Regions from separate parts of the Triticum aestivum genome. Here region 2 is linked to region 1. The links are chromatin contacts, called in public Hi-C maps. All regions are on one chromosome and are shown on one strand. The core of a region is the stretch at or near the end of the contact, and the rest is flanking DNA. Distances in the headings are between cores, read along the strand shown.

What was found. A called contact is a pair of places that touch in the nucleus more often than the background predicts.
Region 2: a Hi-C map of leaf shows a contact between it and region 1, with 5 times the contacts expected there. The contact joins the enhancer-like site here to the promoter of LOC123052505 in region 1. A contact is called at or near these places in 3 of 5 Hi-C or Micro-C datasets (leaf and an unstated tissue).

Annotation. Positions count from the first base shown.
Region 1 is chr2D:191,894,425-191,899,443 of IWGSC CS RefSeq v2.1, forward strand. It overlaps LOC123052505, which reads right to left and starts at 2,437. Exons shown (of 6, transcript XM_044475704.1): 1 at 1,963-2,437; 2 at 1,693-1,848; 3 at 1,515-1,577; 4 at 834-869; 5 at 536-678; 6 at 1-238. The coding sequence starts at 1,748. The coding sequence ends at 99. It overlaps LOC123052504 (cysteine-rich receptor-like protein kinase 6), which reads right to left. Exons shown (of 7, transcript XM_044475701.1): 2 at 4,927-5,019; 3 at 4,626-4,756; 4 at 4,336-4,546; 5 at 4,001-4,238; 6 at 3,776-3,926; 7 at 3,104-3,669. The coding sequence ends at 3,331.
Region 2 is chr2D:192,058,594-192,063,573 of IWGSC CS RefSeq v2.1, forward strand. No RefSeq gene overlaps it. Among protein-coding and RNA genes, the nearest start is that of LOC123052508, 91 kb to the right of the region's middle. Within about 2 kb of position 3,673, at least 5 of the 8 cell types and tissues checked have an H3K27ac peak or open chromatin away from gene starts, as enhancers often do. A contact at or near this core is called in leaf, where this site is marked.

The DNA of each region.
Region 1 (5,019 bases), core at 1,187-3,686:
CAAGCTATCCAATATCATCTCGAGATGCAAGAATATATGCTAACATCTGTCAGAGATACTTGCCTATCTTGAGATTCAATAACATATGGTAACATCTGTTAGAGACCCCTATCTATCCATTTTACCAGAAATGCTACTTCGCTCAATTCGATCCTGTGGAACTCGCGGATGATGCTCTCCAATGCATCGGGCTCTCCTCCAATTTTGATGATAGCCAAACCGAAGTCGTGGAACCTCTCTGCAAGCATAAAGAAATCAGAAAATCAAAGAGTTTTTCACTTGTTTCCATTAGAAAACTATGCAACCAAATCACACACTACTACAACACTATCAGCAACATGTCTATTTTACTGCACATATACTATATTGATCACTGTTTTGCAGATCGAATTAACAGTAAAAATCCCGGCCACCACTTCTGCTGGACTTTATCACGCCCTCTGTTTGATCTACGACCGGCGGAATCGGATGGCCGATGCGCCATCTCCGACCCTGACCTAGCCGCTGCTGTTGGATCCGCGAGGGGGGGGGGTACCGGTGCTGGTCCTGAGTGTCAGCGGCGAGGACGCCGCCGTCGTAGCAGACGCCCATGATGGTGATGCCCATCCGGTGCTCCCCGTCGGTGCGTGCGTCGGTGGAGGAGGAGCCCATGAGCGAGGCGGCGTCCATGGCGGAAATCTAATACAATTACAACAAAACCAATAGTGAAATGATGCAAAAGGATTTACCTGAGTACAGGGACTACCACAGGTAAAGAGAAACCATTCTCTGACAAAACACAAAACTGATGGGAAATAAAAATCAAATCAAGCAGAACTGGGGACAATACTAACTGCAAATGGAATACATTCGGTGCTTCAACATATTTCCTGGTAAAGAATTTAAAGAAAGAAATTTATTACAAATACCATCGATATGTCAATCAAATGCTGAAAAAATAGTATTATGTAATACAAAAGTATTAGAAGTGATGGAAGATGGATTCAAAACACCAATGACATGCACTCGTATTTTTAAGTCTTCATACTATAGAGTTATCTACCTGCAAGTTATATGCGCATAAATAATCACAACAGTTAGATAGCACCTACACATGGGATTAGATATTTAATTCACATAATCAGTTCTTCTGCTTCCATAAATTCAGAATTGCATAAAAAAGTATGTGTCTATCGAGTATAGATAATGATTTGAATTGTTGACGCATGGCCAATGGAGCCGTCCACTTGCCAAGTGCTTTTCTAGCATGGACGACGTGCACATGGTGCAAAGCTGGCTGAACGAGTTGATAGATCAGATCCCGGCAAGACTCGCACATGCTTAATGTTGGTTGCTTGCCCTTGCCTTGATTGATTCACACACTGGCAAGGTTGCACACATAGAGGAAGACTCGATGGATTCTTGCCGGCTAGAAACAAACACAAGCAAGCACGCAGGTGATGCCGATTTCTTTGCAACGAATGCGTGTCGCTTGAAGCAGCGGTGGGAAAACAATATGTATATAGTGATTTTACCTCATAAATTGTTTGGTGGCTCCACTCCATAAGTATGAAATTCGTGATGTTGGCAACCTGAAACTAAAAGAGAAATAATGATCTCCTTCATAAATATCAACAAAAGGAGAATGGGTTATTTGGGCGACCAATCAAAATCCCTGAAAGTTCAATACATCAGTTTGCAGCAAGTGTGTACCTGCAAAGCAATTCTTTCTCTGAGTCGTATGTGAAGCAGCTAGCACACACACACATCTTCCCATCCCATCCGCAGCATCATCCCTACCTGCACCCTCAAATCACTGAATGAGTTCCCAACTTGCATCCATAGCCAAAAGCCAGTGCAGCAATCACTCTGCCATGTAAACACAGGAAACAAACATCATAGATAGACCGAGTAGCACCGGCCTCCATCGCCTGTAGTGAGAAGCTCCGACGGCGAGCTGCTGGACGACGATCTGGCACCCACCTTCTGTCGGGCTGCTGCTACTCCGCCGCCATAGAGGCTCTACGGCGACTACCCCGGACAGATCTGGCCATAGCGACCACCGGAGTGGCAAGGCCTGGCCCTCTCTCCACCAGATCGGGTCGGGGAGGGGGAGCTCCTGGCCTTGGACGAAGGGAGGAGGGAGGCCGAGACCTACATAGGCCAGGCGCGTGGGCGCCGCCCTGCTGTACATGGCTGCTTGGGGAGGGGGTGGTGGCGGCCGCCTGGGGAGGGAGGTCGTGGTGGCCAGCTCCTCTCGAACCTCGGCGGCGGCGGCTCCTCTCCGATCTCGGCGGCGGCGTAGGGCTCCACTATGGCGGCTGGGGCATGGTTCTCGTCCTCGTAGCGAGACGATCGAGGGCAGCCTGGATCGTCAGATATTTTTTTTCGCGAGGAGGCCTCGCTCCCGGTTCGTGCGAGGGGGCCTCGATCTTTTTTCGTTGGTTTCTTTTCGCAGGTCGAGGGAGGACGAAAATAAACCAGTGGAGGTTGGGCGTCTGCGGGACTCGATCGCGGGGTTTTCATTGGTTTTTTGCGACTGAGCGGGAGGTGGGAGCAAGTACCAAAGAAGTACCAAAAAAGACCGTATTAGGTGGGACGAAAATAAAACCCGAAACGCAGACTACCAACTGAGACATTAGGAGTAGAGATAAGTAGACGCGCCCGCGTGCCAGGGCTACAGCCTACAGGTCATAAGCCGATGCCTCGCACTCCACATTGGCTTGGTGACCCTTCCAATTTTTGCTTGGAAAATTTTAACAATTCCCATGTGAGGTTTCACCAAACCGTAGGCACCCCTCAAAAAAAGAAAAAAAGAAAACCTTGGGCAGCACTCAGAAAAAGAAAACCAAACCTTAGGCAAATTTTTAAAGAGAATCCTTGGGCATGTTTTTCGCAATCTTACAAAGACGAAGTTATTTGGCTCTGCAATTGCAGGACCAAACTCATCGATCTTCAGCCAAAAATAGCAACAAGACTTGAAGTTAACTTTCTAGAAAGAAGAAAAAGATGATATTACTATCACGAGGGATATAATGGATTTCTATTTTATTGGAAGTTCAAGTTCACCTTTTGGACCACGAATTTCATATGGAGACTCAACATAAGCCTTATAACAGGATAGTGATCCACAAGATGAAATGATAGCGTATCTTAAAATGTTGCCGTAACCCGACAAATAGACAACCCCAACAATATAATTACACTGGCGTATTATGCCATCGCTCAGTAAAATTTCTACCACCAGGGTGTCGAGTAGATTATACATATGATGTAGGGTCTTTCCCTACATCAAAATAGGTTATTTTGGCAAGAATGGTGTACATAATGAATACATCATCAGTCTCGGACTTATCTCGGCTCAAGTTCAGTAATCGAAACTTCGTTCGGTGACATAGGTGATCTGCTGGTAGAATGCGAAACTCCTGGATATGGATCCGTGTGCATGCCTGAGTAGTCCATGCCACTCTTTTGGATGCAAAATGCTGGCCTTGATGGAGCTTGGAGAGACACAGTGCTGCTGCTTAGCATGACAGTCACAACCGACATCATCGGTCTATCAGCGGGGTCTTCTTGAACACACAGAAGTCCGATGTGCATGCACTTGAGCATCTGGTCTCCAGGAGAATGGCTTGTCATAGACGAATCCATGATCTCTACAATTGTTCCCATCGTCCAGTGCTCCCACACCTGCATTCGGTAGATGGATTATCACAAATTGCTCTTATTGTTATTACAAATTGTAGCTTTTCGTAGAAGCCGAAGTTTATAACAGTCAAAAACTCAAAGTACTCACCAAACTTAAGAGATCCACAGCTTGCTCGGAGTCATATGCGACGCTGTTTCTTTTTCCAGTGACGATTTCTAAAATCAAGACGCCGAAGCTGAACACGTCTGACTTGATAGAGTAATTCCCACGCATAGCATACTCAGGGGCCATGTATCCGCTGAAATAACAACATCACGTTACGGACTCATGCGCTCTGAAATATCTTATAAGAGCAATGTCACCAGCACTTACTAGGTTCCGACGACACGGTTGGTGACATCATGGGATTGGTCACTGCCAAATAGCCTTGCTAAGCCAAAATCTGAAATTTTCGGATTAAATTCAGAGTCTAAAAGAACATTGCTCGCTTTGAGGTCCCGGTGAATTATCTTCAGCTGAGAATCTTCATGAAGGTACTGTAAGCCTCGAGCAATCCCATTGACTATCCTAAATCTCGTCCCCCAATCAAGCTGACTGCTCCTATCAGGATCTATCACACAGGAGAAAAAACATCAGAACAGTACACAATATATTTTACAGTAGTTGTTTGTTTCACTGTTGCAAAATGTTTTGGTGAGTTACCCTACCAAAAAGAATGGTGTCAAGGCTTTTGTTGGGCATGTATTCATACGCAAGTAACTTTTCTTGTTCCTCCAAGCAAACACCAAGAAGTCTCACTAAATTCTTGTGTTGAAGCTTAGCAACCAAAACAAGCTCATTTTTGAGCTCCTCTATCCCTTGGCGAGAGCTTTGTGAGAGCCTTTTAACTGCTATTTCTTCATTGTCAGGAAGGATTCCCTGTACAAATGGAGATATTTATTTACTAAAAGTGCAATATGCAGAATAAAAAGCCTTTGTGAAATGATATGATTAGCACCTTATAAACCACACCAAACCCTCCTTCACCAAGTTTATTCCTTTCATCAAAGTTATCCGTTGCGGCTCGTAGAGTTGATAGATCGAGAATGAGTGAATCGATACTCTGTATGTCCTCTGGATTAGTTGGATCTATGATAAGAGAAAAGGCACTTTAATAATGGTGTAATACACGAGGTAACTATTTTCAAATGCCAAAAGGAAAACCTTGGCTTCGATTGTAGAGAAACGTTTTAAAAAACTGATTCCATTTGTGAACAAGAAAGGACTTGCATGCTTTGCAAAAAAAAAAAAGGACTTACATGATAGTGATGCCTTTCGCGCCGGTTTGCTCTTCCTCCTCCATAGATAAAGGCAAATTACAACAGCAGCCAGTATTGCAGCAACTATCGGCA
Region 2 (4,980 bases), core at 2,423-4,922, 170 kb after region 1:
TGCTATGTAGGACGTCCATACGCTTACAATTGTCAAATATTCAGTGAGGTCAACAGGCGCTCGAGGACAACCAAGCACTCACGATAAAAGGTTTTGACCGCCCCTTCGAGGACAACGGTGAAAATAGTTTGAAAACCGGATGCCAAAACAATAATCAAGTCATTAATGCAATTAATTACCAGATTGTTAATTATTTATGCAATTAATTAAGTCCATTTCAATAGGAATTTTTTAGCATGGAATCAATTTGAATACTGAGTTATTAATGAAATTAATTAATTATGCTGATAGTTAATTGAGCATGTAGACAATTAGAAATAGGAATCTCTACTCCTAAAAGGGGAGTTGGTAGCTTTTTACCATCGGCTAATTTTTGTCACATTTTTTACGCCTCACCTCTCATCACCCCTGTGACTGAATTTTTCTCTCTCCCATTAAAAATCCAAATCCCATTAAAGAGGGATACGGTTTCGTGCTTACTTTGGTAGGTGCTGAGTCAGAAATAATAGATAAAAAAGGATTCAGAAATCATACCATACATCTGAGATCACCTTTCCTAAAAGAGAGACAACAGATTTTTCTCGATAACCTTCCAAAAAATAAGATATTCCTCAATAACAAATGGCTAATACCGCATTATATAATTTATTATTAACATTATCTCTATTATTAATTGACAATCACAAGTTTCCTAACAAAATAAAAAAATCTTATGGGCGTACCCATCCGCGCGCCCCTGCGGAGGGACGCCGTGTTCGGGCCTGACGCCGATGCAATGCTCGAGAATGCCATGGCGGGAGCTTCGCGTCGAGGATGGCCGTGGAGGAAGGCGGGTCATCGGACCTCCACGTACATGTGTTTGTGGACGCTATCATATTATATTTCTTGTCAGTCATACAGATAGCCAGCCAGGATATATTCTCAAATCAAGTGTACCATTCAAATGTCAAGAAATTCGAAGGGATTTTTTCCAATTATCCAGATAATTAATTGATTTAATAGTCAGTTAATTAGGAATACATAGAGTTAGGTAGACAGTTAATCGCGCTGAATCATTTTGAAATCACTCATGGACAAGGACGGTCAACAGGCTATCAGTGTCGCCGAGCACCATATAAAACGGCCACCATATGCGCTCGCGACATGGGCAACCAAGCGTTCACCAAGATGCATGACTGACACTGCTCTGCAGTATGTCCACACGCTGACGGTTGCTGAAACTTTCACGGGCGAGGACATAATGACAGGGAAAATATCTGGCACTCCCACACCTAGGGTGCTCCCGGTGCTCCAAAACTCTGTAGCACATTTCTAAATATTCAAAAAAATCTGAAAAAAAATCCAGCACATTGACGCAACATCAAAGTATGTTGTCAAAAAATTTGAAATCAAAATTCAAAACATAGCTTGAGAAACATAAATGACAAATTCCACAGTAAATAGTACACAACTTAAGTTGGGCTTTAGATTAGGCCCATTACCACATTGATGTCTATTTTGTCATTTTTTGTATCTCAAGCAATGTTTTGAATTTTGATTTGATTTTTCTTAACAACATACATTGATGTTGTGTCAATGTGCTGGATTTTTTCATAATTTTAACACTTTAAAATGTGCTACCGAGTTTGGAGCACCGGGAACACCCTAGGGATGGGAGTACTAGATATTTCCCCCATCATGACACTACAGTGGCCAGGTGGTTCATTTTGTAGTAGAAAGAAAGAGTGTTACAGGAATAAGAAGGAAAAAGAATTAAAGTAGCCAAATGATCCATTGTGTTGGAGAAGAAAAGAATGTTCCAGAAAATAAAGCGAAAAAATAAAGGAAGAGTATCCTATAAAAAAGTAGGATCGAGAACTAAAACTAGCACAGAAGGAGGAAGGAAAATATGAGACGTCATTGACGAACACACTGATATTGACGTGGTGTTTGTTGGCGCCAACGAAGATTGACGAAGAGGCTAGGAATAAAAGATGTAGGGAAGGAAGAGGAAGAGGAAGAGGAAGAGAAGAACGATAAGTACTTCTAGCAGTGAATGTTGCGTGGGCTAGAGGTGAAGCTTATTGGAGACGAGGAATATGTTCAAGTTGCCACTCGCTTTACAAGTCAGTCTTAATTTGCAAAGTTGAATGGACCTTTGAGAATTAGCTCTATAGTTATTTGTTGTTTTGTGTTAATAGTATATGTTAGCTCTACCCGCTCTATTATATTGTAAATATAAAAAGTTTCATACATGTTGAAACGCACGCGGAGGTGAGGTGAACATCATCTGGTTCTAAAGTGAGGGCTCAAGTGAGAAATGTCCCAGTATGACGAAAAATCGAGTAGGAAATGGAGGGTCTGATAGGAAAAAAGGGAAGGGTGTGCCGTGGAGTGGGGTTTTTGCTGTTGGGTCTGTGTGTTGGAGATAACATGGAGAAATAGTCCAGACATCCATATTTCTCCCCCATATATGATATGGATTTGGGGAGCCTGGACTATCCAGACGTTTAAATTCTGGGGAGCCTACTGGGCACTTGTCTAATATTGAAACACGCCCGAGCGTATGAGGGAGAAATGAGCTTCGACCTTGAAGATAACCCTAATTATTTATTTAATTTATTTATATATGCATCATAGCCCGTAGCAACACACGTGCATTCTACTAGTTTAGAAAATAAGCAACTGAAATAGATGTGCTTTTCATGAAACAAGACACTGAAAAGAAAAATATAGCTTCTGCATTATGAAATAGCAACCACAGAAAGTGAATTATAATGTATCATTTATGAAACTGATTATTCTAAAATTTGAAACCATTTATTTCAAAATAGTGAGATAGTTTATGTGAGAAATGTGCAGTTGAAATATATGTTTTTTGTGAAACACTCTTTGTAAAGTGAAATCTAGGTTTTGAACTGTGAACTTGTAACTACAAAAGGTGAAATTATAATTTATCATTGTGAAGCAAATTATTTGAAAATCTGAAACAATTTATTACAAAAGAGTGAAACAGGTTATTTGAGAAATGTACAATTGAAATAGGTGTTATTTTTTCAAAAGAAGCCGGTGAAAAGTGAAATGTTGGTTCTGAATTGTGAAATAGTAAGCAGAGAAAGTGAAATACACTGTTCACATTTTCGAATAATTAGTTTCACAATGATACATTATAATTTCACTTTCGGTGGTTGCTATTTCGCAATTCTGAAATATGTTATTGGCTTGTTTCACATTTTCTGAAATGAAATGTGTTAGTCCACATACCAAATGTGAAATGTTGAAATTTAAATGTGTTTGAAATGTATCGAAGATCGGTCTAGTTTTAAAGGTCTTAGCATTAAGAATTTAAATATATAAATTATTTCAAATACGAACTTATGGTTCAAAAGATATTAGTATTTTTAATTTGCTACTATGAAATAAAGTCTATGGATTTGTTTGCAAGGGAGAGAGAAGAGACTGATGCATACGCCTCCTTGTCTCACAAAAGGTAGTACTCCAGGCCCGCTAGACTGACAAAAGTAGTACTCTGGTGGTGGACCAGCTACTGAAATACTAATATTTCATAAACAGTGAAAATCTTTTATACAACATAAGAGTTAATATATGATATGAGGTGTCACCAATTGATAGGCTAGCGGGTTGCCGGTACCAACTGGAACCGCACAATTTTCCGTTAGCGAGTCATTGGTGGTTCTGAAATCGTGGGACCACCTATAAATGCTCACGGGGCCCAGCCACTCAGCCAGCTTCGGTGGCAGCTATCGGCCGTGTCGACCCGACGACAGCAATGGCAGACGCAACATGGCGCAGGGAAAGAATCGAAGCGACAGGAAGGTATTCCTGGGCGTTTGAGATGTGTTTGACAGGTTCGCCTGTAGATGATCTAAGGCAAATTTATATCAAACTTGACTGACTTTGTCCTCATCATGCGGATACATGCATCGGTATGTTTGTAACAGGCCGCTTTATCCTGCACTGTTTTTTTTTCATGATAATACATGTCTCATTCATATCATGAAAAATAAAGTACAAGTCACGTAAAGACCAACATGACAAAACTGAAAAGATAGCAGAGCATTGCTGAACTTAACACCAACTTATGTCACCTGCCTCCGGCACCAACACAGCAGCCACGAAAGGAAAAAAATGACGGATCACCTCCTCACCCGAATTCGACGTAGCTCCATCACTATTAAGCAGTTTTGCGTAGCTCCAAGGTGGCTCACCAAAAGTAAAGCCATTAGCGTTGAACAAATCGTTTTTTCCTGCACTGTTCCTTTGCTCAAGAGGTATGGTTCTTGCTATCTTTTTAAAAAAAATACTATGAACAAGCATGCGTATCATATTACAACCGGGGTTAATGTTTAGATAGCACAACTCTGATCTATTTATATCCTATGAACGCGCACCAAAAATAATACTTTGAAGACGAAATCTAACCATAAAAAAGGTATACCCGTGGTTCAAAACTGTGACCTTGTGGTAATGTTGTGAAATAACAACCAGACTACCACGACACATGATATCCTCACAAGGACTAAACATATTATGTTGTTATTTCTTTTCTTCTATGTAAAAAAATAACTTATATTCTGGTGTTTCTGACATTTAAAAATGTTTATGTGTTACAAGGAAAAGTACGTGTCATTTTTTTAAAAGTAAACATTGTAGTAAAAATATTTATGTAACTAAAAAAATGTACACGCATTTTGAAAAAGTACATGACATTTAAACAAATGTCTAATTTAAAAAATTGATTGAAAAAATGTACATTGCGTTTTAAAAATGTTTCTGACATTTTTTTAGTATTGAGGGAGATTTAGGGAATATGCTAGAATGGGATCTTGCCGTCTGTTTTAGTCAATTATCTAAAATAAATCGGGCTGCTCTCTATTTGTTATAATACCCGGGTTTTTTAAGGCGGTGAGATTTAGCAACTTTGCTAGAAATGCTTCAGTTTGGTTTATAAATGTATAAATCTTCTTACTGCACAAACCA